Linked DNA regions of Sus scrofa: region 1 is linked to region 2. Evidence: chromatin contacts called from public HiChIP or PLAC-seq data. All regions are on one chromosome and are shown on one strand. Each heading gives the region's core, a stretch centred on a gene start, on an enhancer-like site or on the middle of the called end of the contact. The rest is flanking DNA. Distances are from core to core; before and after follow the strand shown.

Region 1 (6,040 bases), core at 759-3,258, 170 kb after region 2:
TAGTTGTTCAGATTGAGGAATCTGAACTACTTAATCTCTAAGACCCACTCCTGCTCTAGTATTCCATGATTCTAAGACTAAGTCTCAAAAATTCACTTAGAAATAAACAATTCAGGGAGTTCCCATCGTGGTGCATCAGAAACATATCTGACTAGGAACCATGAGGTTGCTGGTTCGATCCCTGGCCTCCATCAGTGGGTTAAGGATCCAGTGTTGCTGTGGCTGTGGTGTAGGCCAGTAGCTGCACCTCTGATTCCACCCCTAAGCCTGGAACTTCCATGTGTGACCCTAAAAAAGAAAAGAAAAATACTAGAAATGTCCGATTGTAGAATTTGGTAGGCAAGATGTGGGGCGGGGGGGAAGCTACAGAAATTTGCTGTTGCGAAACCTTATAAACCAGGTTTTGTTAATAGCAAAGGCAAAGAAGAGAGAAGTTGCTTTATTCCCTTCGACCAGGGTTATCTTTATTTCTCTCACTTCCCTTCCCTGTCCACTTATTTCTGTATTTATACATACATTCAGTGTTTTCCTGAGTATTTCTTTAGTGGTATTTTATTGGCCCTACCATGAAGGAACTATAACCCATAGCAGTGGTTCTGAAATTGTGGTCCCTGGACTAGCAGGGTCAACATCACCTGAAAACATAAATTCAAAGTCTTGGGCCCCACTCCAGATCTCCTGGGTCAGAAACTCCACGAGTAGGGCCACAACAATCTGGGGCGGTGGGCGTCGTGTTCAGTGGCTTGATGTGGGGTCTCAGTTCCCAAATCAGGGATTGAACCTGGGCTGTGGTGGTGAAAGCTCTGAGTCCTAAATCACTAGACCACCAGGGGACTCCCAACAGTTTTGTTTTAAAATCAGCTTTCTAGATGATTCTGATGCATGCTGAAGTTTGAGAACTACTACTCTAAAGACACAATTATGATAGTTTCAGTGCTATGACAGCAGTTGTACTAGGCACCCAATAATAGTTTAGAAGTATGGAGGTGAGAAACGATGACACAACTGGCCCATAGTTCCAGCACGAATAGTTCTTTGAACTCTCATTAGCCTAAGAATAATAAGTATTTCCAATGCTTAACAGGTACTGTGCCTATGACTAAGACCAGATCAGAAACTCTGAGGGCAAGGTGCTGGTCTACTTGAATCCCTTATGTTTAAAAAGTATTCTGTGAATCAAAGGTACATAGCAAACTGTTACTGAAATCCTATTTGACACATTATCACACATCACGTGCATTGTTCCTTTAACTTGCAAGACCTTACTGTTTTAAGTATAATAATAGAGATATGGAAAACCCAAATCCAACAGCATCTTTTGAATTTAACATGTAGCGACCTAATGTGACACAGTATCCAACGAATGCCAAAGAAACTAGACTTTGGTCCAGGTACAAGGGACATATTTTTGCCATGTGGTTGTGATACATCAGCTGCTAGGAGGATGTACACAAATTGCTCATATTAGAGTATAATTACTTACACACAGGTCATAACAAGGGGTTTACCTAAGCACTTGCAGAACAAAATTCCTTAGCAACAATCCTGATGGGCAGATCGTTTTGTTCTCTAACATTATTCCATTAGGAAACCAAAGTTAATAACCCAAAGAACTTTCCAGAAATGCTCTTGAAAACTTGGAGTCCCAAAGCCATGGAGAAAGGCCGACTACACCGATAGGTGCCTCTCCAAGTGGTGCGCCCTCTGAGCCCTGCCGCACTGCCCACGTGCTTCTGAATAGGGCCAGCGTCCGTCACGTGATGCACCTCGCAGGCCCCGCCTCTCAACTGTGACATCCCCAACCGGTGCCTGATTATTTTCTTTTCTTTAAAGAAAGCTGGCTCCAATTTCCAATAAAAAGAGAGAGACAGAGCACGAACTTACAAGAAGTTATCTTTTCTGATTTTTCACTTCTAAGCTTTCCTTTCCCTTTATGAACCGCCTTTCAGCACTCGGGCGTTTTCCTGGGCAGCTTTGCTGTTCTGGGTCTTTGCGGGCTGTAGGCACTGGCGTTGTGCGTCACTGTCCGCCGCCGTGTCCCCAGGCTACTCCAGCCTGCCTCCTTTCCAGTCTGCGGCCTCAATGTCCTTACCCCGGTGTGCCCTGCTGTGGGCTCGGCTCCCCGCCGGGCGCCAGGCTGGCCATCGGGCAGCCGTCTGCTCTGCCCTTCGCTCCCACACTGCGCCCTTTCCTGGGCTCTCGGGCGCGTTTCTGCCGTCGCCTGCGCCTCCTCCTCCTCCTCCGCCTCAGGAGGCTCCAAAGCCCCGAACACGTCCTTGTTCGTGCCGCTGACTGTCAAACCTCAGGGTCCCAGCGCGGATGGCGACGTCGGGGCCGAACTAACTCGCCCTCTGGACAAGAGTGAGTGCACGGGCTGGAGAAGGCGGCCAGGCTGGTGTTTGTAGGGCTGAGGAAGCTGTCCTTCCTTCCCCTGGAGACTTGCGGTCCCCTTGAGCGTTGTCACTGTGCTTGTCAATGTCCATCTCCCTTGTTGGTTTGGGAGCCGTTCAAGGCTTGGGACTGTGTCTCATTGATTCTTTAGTGTGCTGCGCCAGAAACTGGCCTTGTTCTTCTCGCTGTTCTCTGAATGGTTACATTGTCCCATCCTCTTGTGATGGGGCAGTTCACGTTTTTTGAGTCGTTAGGTGGACCACTAATTTTCTAGCATCCTCTCTCTCCTCCCCGGTGGTTCAAAACTATTGCCCCGAGAAAGGACAAGGGAGTGAGGCAGTGAAAAGCCAGAGGAGAACTTTGCTCAGGATTATTTGTCACTGACTGGGCACCTACACAAACTAGACGCAGTGTTAGGCTGTATAGTGGCTGTCAAGAGGAACCAGATTCATATCCAGATCTCTTCCACTCCAGAACCTTATATTCTCATGGGAAGGAAGGAAGCACATACAGATGACCAACTGTATTACAAACTAAAGCATGACAAGGGTGTGCTTCCCAAAGGTGGTAGGTACTCTGATCATTGTGGGCCCCAGAGAGAAAGGAATCATTTGGCATCAGCAAGTGGCAAGACCTAATCCTTTTGCTCCCCTGCAAAAAATTGTTTAGTGTTTTTCCATTGTCCCCAGTTGAAAGGGGGCTTCAATCTCTAATATGCCTGGAAGGCCCTGCCTGGTCTAGCCTGAGTACCTCTTGGAGAGGCTTCATTGCACAGCACTCTCCTTGTTTCAGCGACATTGGTGAGATGTGAGCTTGTGCTTCAGGGCCTTTAGTATATGCTACCCTTTAGGCCTAGAATACCTCTGTGATTCTTTCTTCTTCTTTTAAAATAGCAGTGACTAATAGGGAGCGTTTGCTAGAGATAAATACTGTTTTAAGCATGTGACATTTAATCTTCCTAATAACCCAGTGAAGTAGGCAGTTTTTATTCCTGTCAAATACTTACTGAATGTCTGTTACATGCTACTATGTGCCAAGCACTGTTCTGGTCAATATGGTAGGTGCTGTTTTAAAGATTTTTTTTTTTACATGTATATGTATTTTTTTTTTTTTGGTTGATTATAACACATTTAGCGATGTGAAGGTAGATTGACTTAAGTAGAAAGACAATGCATATTTGTGACAGTCATACAGCACTTAAGGGAGGGGCCTGATTTACATTTTACTTCTCTTTTCTCCATTTCCCAAATGGTAGAAAGAGAGTAGTATTTTCTCTGCTGATGTCTCTGGATTGTGAAAATCACGATAACATGTTTGGCAAAGCACTTTGAAAAGTGTAAAGGGGAGTTCCCGTCGTGGTGCAGTGGTTAGCGAATCCGACTAGGGACCATGAGGTTGTGGGTTTGGTCCCTGCCCTTGCTCAGTGGGTTAAGGATCTGGTGTTGCCGTGAGCTGTGATGTAGGTTGCAGACGAAGCTCGGAGCCTGCGTTGCTGTGGCTCTGGCGTAGGCCGGGGGCTACAGCTCCGATTAGACCCCTAGCCTGGGAACCTCCATATGCTGCGGGAGCGGCCCAAAGAAATAGCAAAAAGACAAAAAAAAAAAAAAAAAAAAAAGAAAAGTGTAAAGATAACAAATATAAACTAGTATCATGTGTATTAAACATTTGATATAAAGTAGAGGGATTCCCATTCTGGCTCAGTGGGTTAAGAACCCAACATAGTGTTTGTGACTATACGGGTTCAATTCCTGGCCTCACTCAGTGGATTAAGGATCTGGCATTGCCACAAGCTGAGGTGTAGGTCACAGATGCAGCTCAGATCCTGCGTGGCTGTGGCTGTGGCCGGCAGCTGCAATCCTGATTGAACCCCTAGCCTGGAAACTTCCATATGCCACAGTTGTGGCCCTAAAAAGAAAAAAGAAAAAAAAAAGTTACAAAGAAAATGGCCATTGCAGCATCTTTTTGGGAGTGGATAATAAGGTAATTCTTATTATGGAGATTTTTTTTTTTTTTTTTTGTCTTTTGTTTTTGTTGTTGTTGTTGTTGCTATTTCTTGGGCCGCTCCCGTGGCATATGGAGGTTCCCAGGCTAGGGGTTGAATCAGAGCTGTAGCCACCGGCCTACGCCAGAGCCACAGCAACGCGGGATCCGAGCCGCGTCTGCAACCTACACCACAGCTCACGGCAACGCCGGATCGTTAACCCACTGAGCAAGGGCACGGACCGAATCCGCAACCTCATGGTTCCTAGTCGGATTCGTTAACCACTGCGCCACGACGGGAACTCCAGATTTTTTTTTTAATTGAAAGCAAAACCAAATTCCCTCATTCTGAAAAACAAATTTTTGTTACAAAACAAATTTTTGTTAGTGGGATGCTTTATCCAGGCTTAATTTCTTCAGTGAGTGTTGTGTGTGTTGTGACTGCATGAAAATGCAGTTGGTACTCTTATGGGGGATAAAAATGCGGGCCACCCAGCCTTCCTGTGTTTCATGATCAAAGACTGCATCCTCAGTTTTGGCCTGCCTTCCCAGAAATGAAGAGTATATGGCTGGATCAGTAAAATATTTATTACTACAGAATAATGCAGTAGTATTTGAACATGTAAAATGTTAATAAAATTTCATCTTGATTAATTTAAAATATTTTCACCTGTAAAATTAGTGATTCATAACAATGTGTTACTTCGGCAGGCATCTAATTCAGCCTCAACTACAGTACAGTAATTTCTCCCCTGTCACCCATGAAATACGGTTACCTAAACCTTGCTTGAGGACTTTCAGTGACGAGCTAGCACTTTTGTGAGGCAACTCCTTTTCCCTTTTCTAATTACTAGTAAGTTCTTGGATAAATTCCACTGACATCTGTTTATCTCACTTTCCACTGGTTTTAGTTATTCCATCTAGAATGAAACATGTGTAATCTGTTTTTCCTGACATCATCTTCAAACTAAAGATCTTCCCTGGCTCCTTTAGTTATTCTCAGATAAGCATAAGCATTGGTCGTCTTTCTAGATACCTTTTGGCTGCCCACTATTAATGTTGAAAATGGTTGTGAATAAATGAAACAGAACATGGTTCTCTAAAAGCAGCCTGACGGAGGTTGAGGGTGATGCTGATCCTGTAGCACCACCCTTACTCCTCTGCCATGTAACAGCAATGTTGCATCGTTTGACTTTACTTTTCTAGAAACTATTAAACCATAAAGAGTTTGTGATCAGCTAAAACCTTCAAGGTCTTTCAACACTCAACAGACTGCTGCCTTAAGTGTTATGACTTCAGGCTTCTTTTGCTTTGGGGGCTCTTCTCTATCTGGAAAACAAATGTTGAACATATGTTAAATTTTGATATCTTTCTTCCAGATGAAGTCAAGAAGATCTTAGATAAGTTTTACAAGAGGAAGGAAATTCAGAAGCTGGGTGCTGATTATGGACTTGATGGTAAGGCTAATAACATTTCTATGAGAAACATTTTATTACTGTTGAGGTTACAGCTTTGTCTTTATCATGTGGGCCTGGACACACAGGGTAAGTACATAGTTGTAATCTGGAAGCTGTCCCTGGGCGGGAAATTGGCAAGATGCAGCTGGCGAGCATGTGTTAAGCTTTCTTTTGTGCTGTACTAGGACGTCACTTTTAGCCTAGACCATAAC
Region 2 (6,546 bases), core at 124-2,623:
CCCAATTCCAGTTCAACCTGGGAATTTCCATATGCGGCCTTAAAAAGAAAAAAAAAAGTAACTCAGAAGATAATGGTCTAAACTACTGGGAGATGAAAAGTAGACCAATGTAAGAGCTCTTCAGGAGGTGGACTAGAGGTGGATAATATTTGGTTTTAACATTTAAGGGTAAAAGAAGAAAAGAGTGAGTGCAGGAAGCCATCAGCTTGGTGGATAGTAATGTCTTCACTGAGATGTAGAACATAAGAGCAAATGTGGTGTAGGAGGGAATGGGCATGTGAAGAAGAAGCTGATGAGTTCCAATTTGAACGTACTGATATACAGGAGTCAGTGGAACATTCAGGAGTAGTTGTTCCAGTTGGGTGATGAATATTACAGTCTGGAGCTCCAGAGAGCCATCTGGCCTGTAGACTGAGCACTGACATTTAAAGGATAGATATTTAGTTTTCACTTATTCCTTAGAATAATTCTGTACAGATAAGTAATATTATCACTTATGTTTTACTCGAGAAATCTGAAGCTTAGAAAATTACAAATTAGTCAATTTGAAGCAAATCTGAGACTCAGACTTGGTGTCTGTGAGCTTCCAAAATCAGTGCTCATTTATGTATCTCAAAGCACTTTATATACTTAACTCTTAATAGTAAAACCTCCAGCCTGCCCCCCCCCTCGCCAACCCCCCTGGTATTTAGTATTTTTTTTTTTTTTTTTTTTTTGGTGGCTCTCGAATGTGGAAATTCCGGCCAGGGATAGAAACTTGTTCATAGCAGCGACATAAGCCGCTGCAGTGACAACATTGGATCCTTAATTTGCTGGGCCGCAAGAGACCTCCCCCTCCCCCTATTATTTTACTTGATAATTTACGAGTTATGCAATGGAAAAAGCCTTGCTTGAGATGTTTTGTCACAGCTCTGGGACTTAACTCTTGTATTACTTTGGGAATTTGTACATGTCCCTACAACCTGTGTCTTCGGGGATGAAGTGAAAATATTTTTTGATCACTGAGTGCTTTTTACACTTATAGAACACAGATCCTTGTTACATTTATATCCAGGGACGGGCTGTGTTACATACTAACGTCAAAAGTTTTCTGCCTTTCAGCTTATAACAATTAACGATAGTAATTATCTAGGTATGTTTGTAAACGGTATTTGTGTTCTGTTAAAGTCAACCGATATTTTTATTAACTTTTATTAACTTCACAGGGTCAAGCAAGAGATGAACTCACCACCGTAGAGGGCGGGGCTGGAGGTGAGACTACTGTCTTTGACAGCTTCGTTTCCAAGACAACAGTTGCTACAGTGACTACCACGCCTTCCCATTGGTCACTGCCAAGCATATTGCGGTTCCTGTCGGACGTCATTGGGTACCGTTTTGCAGTGCGCAGGCCCGTCAGGGGCCGTAAGTGAAGTGTCGCAAAGCTGAAAGAAGGCGGGAGTCCCGATTGCAAACATTGAGGAGACCGAGGCTATAGAGGCCGCTATGGCGGATGCTCCGTGGGTCGAGCTTCGTGAGAAATTCCAGGCCGCACTGGCCCTGTCGCGGGTGGAACTGCATAAAAACCCAGAGAAGGAACCGTACAAGTCCAAATACCACGCTCGGGCGCTGCTGGAAGAGGTTAAGGCCCTTCTGGGCCCCGCGCCTGAGGACGAGGATGACCGGCCTCAGGCCGAGGACAGCTTGGGAACGGGGGACCACACCCTGGGACTGCCGGCTGAATTGGTGGAAGCCGAGGGCCCCATTGCCCTGGGGGCAGTGAGGCGGGCAGTTATTGAGTTTCATCTCGGGGTGAATCACATCGACACGGAGGAGCTGTCGGCGGGGGAGGAGCATCTGGTGAAATGCCTGAGACTACTGCGCAAGTACCGAATGTCGCAAGACTGCGTCTCCCTCTACATCCAAGCTCAGGTGAGAGCGTTCCCCGTCCGCTGCTGTCGTCCGTAGGCGACTTGGTTTAGAGGGGTCCCAGCTCGTGCCAAGACCAAAGGCAAACGTAATAAGACACGATTTGTCTCCGCGTTTTCGAAGCTTCGCGATAAGTGGCTTCCGAACTCCTTCTCCACGCCCATCACCCACTCCACCAGCTTCACTTGCTGCTTCACGTAGTCGTGGTCCCCGCATTGGTTCCCCAGATTCTCCTACATCGTAAATGCTCTTTCCAACTTTTCCCCACCAGTCCGAATCCTGTTCTATTATGAAAAATTCCCAAGTAATTTATGTCTTAATTTAAGGTTTTACGGAAATTGTAAAGAATAACCAGAGTACCTTCTTTTTTTTTTTTTTCCATGTCTTGGGCCGCTCCCGCGGCATATGGAGTTTCCCAGGCTAGGGGTCTAATCGGAGCTGTAGCTGCCAGCCTACGCCAGAGCCACAGCAACGGGAGATCCAAGCCGCGTCTGCAGCCTACACCATAGCTCACGGCAACGCCGGTTCCTTAACCCACTGAGCAAGGCCAAGGATTGAACCCGCAACCTCATGGTTCCTCGTCGGATTTGTTAACCACTGCGCCACAACGGGAGCTCCCAGAGTACCTTCTTAATTTAAAACAAAATATCTAAAATCTTCAGTTTCTGTTCTTTTCAGTCACTTATTTGCTTCCCAGGGAATGCCTGCCCATTCTTCAGAACCCATCTCAAGACTCACCTCATGTTTTTCGTAACGTTTTTTGGATTATTTTGTTCCAAAATGATCTCTTTCTCCTACCTTTGAATTCTTACGATACTTATTGTTTCCCATGTATATGGTACTTGGCTTGTTAAATAAATTTCACATTCTCGTTAGGAACATAACAGTTCAAAATGCAAATGGGTGTGAACTACTTGTGTCAGGTACTTTGCTTAAGTTAACTCATAAACCTTTACAGTTCCTGGTATGTGGGATTCAGAGAATATTTATCATAGTTGATCATATGGTAACTAAATCTCAAAGAGACGCCTCAGAATTAAAAAGGAAATTGTATAGGTTGTATTCTGTTATCATGGCCCCATTAAATTAAAAGCTATGTAATAACAGGAACGAAAAGATGTTGAATTCAAACAATATCTCAATTATTTGAAATTTTCTTTAGCCATTTGGCTTGGCTGCCTAAGATCTCTCTCTTTTTTTTAAAGTCTTTTTTTTTTTTTTAATGGCCGCTCCTGCGGTATATGTAAGTTGCCAGGCTAGAAGTCGAATCAGAGCTACAACTGCCGGCCTACCACAGCCACAGCAACGCCAGATCCAAGCTACATCTGTGGCCCACACCACAGCTCATGGCAATGCTGGATCCCCGACCCACTGAGCAAGTCCAGGGATTGAACCCGAATCCTCATGGATACTGGTCTGATGTGTTTCTGCTGAGCCACAAGGGGAACTCCCAAAATATTATTTTTAGAAATTGCATTCACAAAGAGCAGTATTGGGGTAGTAGAGCTGATAATCTTAGGAGGAGTGATGTACCACATTCCTCAGTGGCAAGATTAAGTATATCACTTTCCTGATACTCATTTATAGGTCTGATGCAATTCCTGCTGAAAGCACAATAGGCTTTTTTCTTGGAACTTGGGAAAGTGAATATGTTTATCTGAAAGAAAAAAGAAAAGTGACCATAAAAATATGAAAAGTAATGAATGCACTGTTGTGGCTCAGTGGGTTGAAGACCGGCATTGTCTCTGTGAGGATGCAAGTTCGATCCCTGGCCTCACTCGGTGGGTTGAGGATCTGGCATTGACACAAGCTGAAGTGTGGGTCACAGATGTGGCTCAGATCCTATGTTGCCATGGCTGTGGTGTAGGTCTCAGCTGCAGCTCCCAATTGACCCCTGGTCCCAAACTTCCATGTGCCGCAGGTGTAGCCCTTAAAAAAAAAAAAGTAATGTGCCAAAACTAGCCTGTGAGTTACAGCAATAGTATCTTAATTAGAGTCTTTGTGCTAGTCTGTTTCTGAACTCTACTCTTCAGTTGGTTTATTCCAATGACATCACCAATCTGTAGTATTTTATTCATTTATTTGCTATTTATGATGAGATTTGATCTAATAATAAAGCAAACTGAAAGAATGAGCTAGAGAAATTATATCAGATTTGCAGCAGAGATTTTATTAAAGGTATTGATTATATTCATTGTCGGAGAAACTGTGAGAAGGTGGATACTGTCCATTAGTATTATTGCTAGTGGAAATATAAATGCATAGAACATTTTTGGAGATAAGTAGGTATCAAAACTCTTGAGTCAAGACTTTGATTTTAAAATTCCACATCAGGGAGTTCCTGTCGTTGTGCAGTGGAAACGAATCTGACTAGGAACCATGAGGTTTTGGGTTCGATCCCTGGCACTGCTCAGTGGGTTAAGGATCCTGCATTGCTGTGGCTGTGGTGTAGACCAGCAGCTACAGTTCCTATTTGACCCCTAGCCTGGGAACTTCCATATTCTGGGTGTGGCCCTAAAAAGACAAAAAAAAAATTTCAGTATTCAAAAGTAATATTGAGACAGGTATGCAAAGGTATGTTAACATAGATGTTTACTACAGCATCATTAATTTTAAAAACAAGAATAGGAGTTCCCGTCGTGGCGCAGTGGTTAACGAATCCGACTAGGAACCATGAGGTTGCGGGTTCGGTTCCTGCCCCTGCTCAGTGGGTGAAGGAACCGGCGTTGCCGTGAGCTGTGGTGTAGGTTGCAGACGCGGCTCGGATCCCGCGTTGCTGTGGCTCTGGCGTAGGCCAGTGGCTACAGCTCCGATTCGACCCCTAGCCCGGGAACCTCCATATGCCGCGGGAGTGGCCCAAATAGCAAAAAGACAAAAAAAAAAACAAAAAACCAAGAATAAACATTAATGAGTAGATATACGGTTAAATAAATACTGCTACATCCAAATAGAAGAACAGTATGAATAATGATTTATATTCGTTAATCAAAAATATTAGTATTAAGAGGAGGGAGAAGATTATAAGGTATATTTGGAGTTATGTAGAGTGGTTCCATTTTGGTAAAAGACTGTGTATGTAGGAGAAGTTTGAAAATATCAGATCCTGGGAGTTTATGAGATTCTGACTGCTTTGTTTCAACCTGGTGTCTCCTTCCTGAGAAACTGGATACACAGGACTTGGACCCACTTAAATTATCAAGGGAGGAGTTCCTGTCATGGCGTAGCAGAAACGAATCAACTAGGAACCCTGAGGTTACAGGTTCCATCGCTGGCCTCTGTCAGTGGGTTAAGGATCTGGCATTGCAGTGAGCTCTGGCGTAGGCTGGCAGCTGCAACTCTGATTCAGCCCCTAACCTGGGAACCTCCATATGCCGCAGGGGCGGCCCTGGAGAGCAAAAAAAAAAAAAAAAATTATCAGGAGAGACTATCTCTTTCTATCCCCTGGGGGGTTCAAGAATGTTTTTTCTCTGGTTTTCTTTCTAGTTTTTGCTGTCAGCAATACGCACTTGCATTATCATCTTGAGTGAAATTTAACTGCTTCACTTTAGTAAAATTACCTAACAAACTAGTAAATTATTCTCCCTACTGCCAGGATACATATGTTTAAGGAGTACCTTTTGTGTGTGTTTATAGCTTTATTGAGGTACAGTTGTCATACAGTAAACTGCACATATCTAAAGTATACAGTTTGGGAAGTTCCCCTTGGGGCTCAGAGGAAACGAATGACTAGCATCCATGAGAACTCAGGTTTGATCCCTGGTCTCACTCGGTGGGTTAAGGATCCGGTGTTGCCATGAGCTGTGGTGTAGGTTGCAGACAGCGGCTCGGATCTGGCGTTCCTGTGGCTGTGGTGTAGGCTGGCAGCTGCAGTTCCCTTTTGACCCCCAGCTTGGGAACCTCCATATGCTGTGGGTGCAGCCCTTAAAGTCAACAACAAAAAAAGTATACAGTTTGATGAATTTTGGCATCTCTGTATACCCATGAAACAGTCACTGCAATCAAGGTAATGAACATATTCGTTACCACTACAAGTTACCTTGAGCCCTTTTATAATCCCTCCTTCCATCCTTTATTCTCTCTCCCTTCTTCTTGCCCTCCTCTCCAGCATTTTCTGTAATTTCGTAATAGAATCGTAAGCTGTGTACTCTTTTTGGTTCTACTTCTTTCGTTCAGCGTCATTATTTCATTGCTGCTCCTGAGATGATAATGTTTTGGGTTTTTTCTTTTACTTTGTTAATATGGTGAGTTACATTGATTTTCCTGTGTTAAACCAGCCTTTCTTTCCCATGATAAACTCCAGTTGGAGTTTTTATAGAGCTAAACCTGGGTAAAATATTATCCTCTCTATATTTTGTTGGACTGAATTTGCTAAAAGTTTGTTAATATTTTTGGTATCTTTATTCATGAAGGTTATCAGTCTATAGTTTTGTTTTCTTGTTATATCTTTGATTTAGTATGAGATGGATAGTGTTCTTTCCACTTCACTTTTCTGGATGAATTTGTGTGGAGTTGGTATTATTTCTTCCTTAAATGTTTGGTAGAATTCACCAGTAGTACTTTTTTTACCTATTTAAATTTTTTCCCCCAACCTATTCTAGTACCCCAAAAGAACATGATTATGCTCTGTGAATGATACAATAC

Evidence for each region. HiChIP or PLAC-seq counts read pairs in DNA pulled down with a chosen protein or histone mark.
Region 1: a contact with region 2 is called in an H3K27ac HiChIP or PLAC-seq map of alveolar macrophages. The contact joins the promoter of SUPV3L1 here to the promoter of KIF1BP in region 2. A contact is called at or near these places in 1 of 5 promoter capture datasets (liver), 1 of 47 Hi-C or Micro-C datasets (blood) and 2 of 2 datasets of contacts at active chromatin or transcription factors (alveolar macrophages and skeletal muscle).

What each region holds. Positions count from the first base shown.
Region 1 is chr14:72,243,518-72,249,557 of Sscrofa11.1, forward strand. SUPV3L1 (ATP-dependent RNA helicase SUPV3L1, mitochondrial) reads left to right here and starts at 2,009. Exons shown (of 16, transcript XM_001928898.6): 1 at 2,009-2,205; 2 at 2,208-2,361; 3 at 5,751-5,828. The coding sequence starts at 2,083.
Region 2 is chr14:72,070,506-72,077,051 of Sscrofa11.1, forward strand. KIF1BP (KIF1-binding protein) reads left to right here and starts at 1,374. Exons shown (of 7, transcript XM_001928810.7): 1 at 1,374-1,908. The coding sequence starts at 1,483.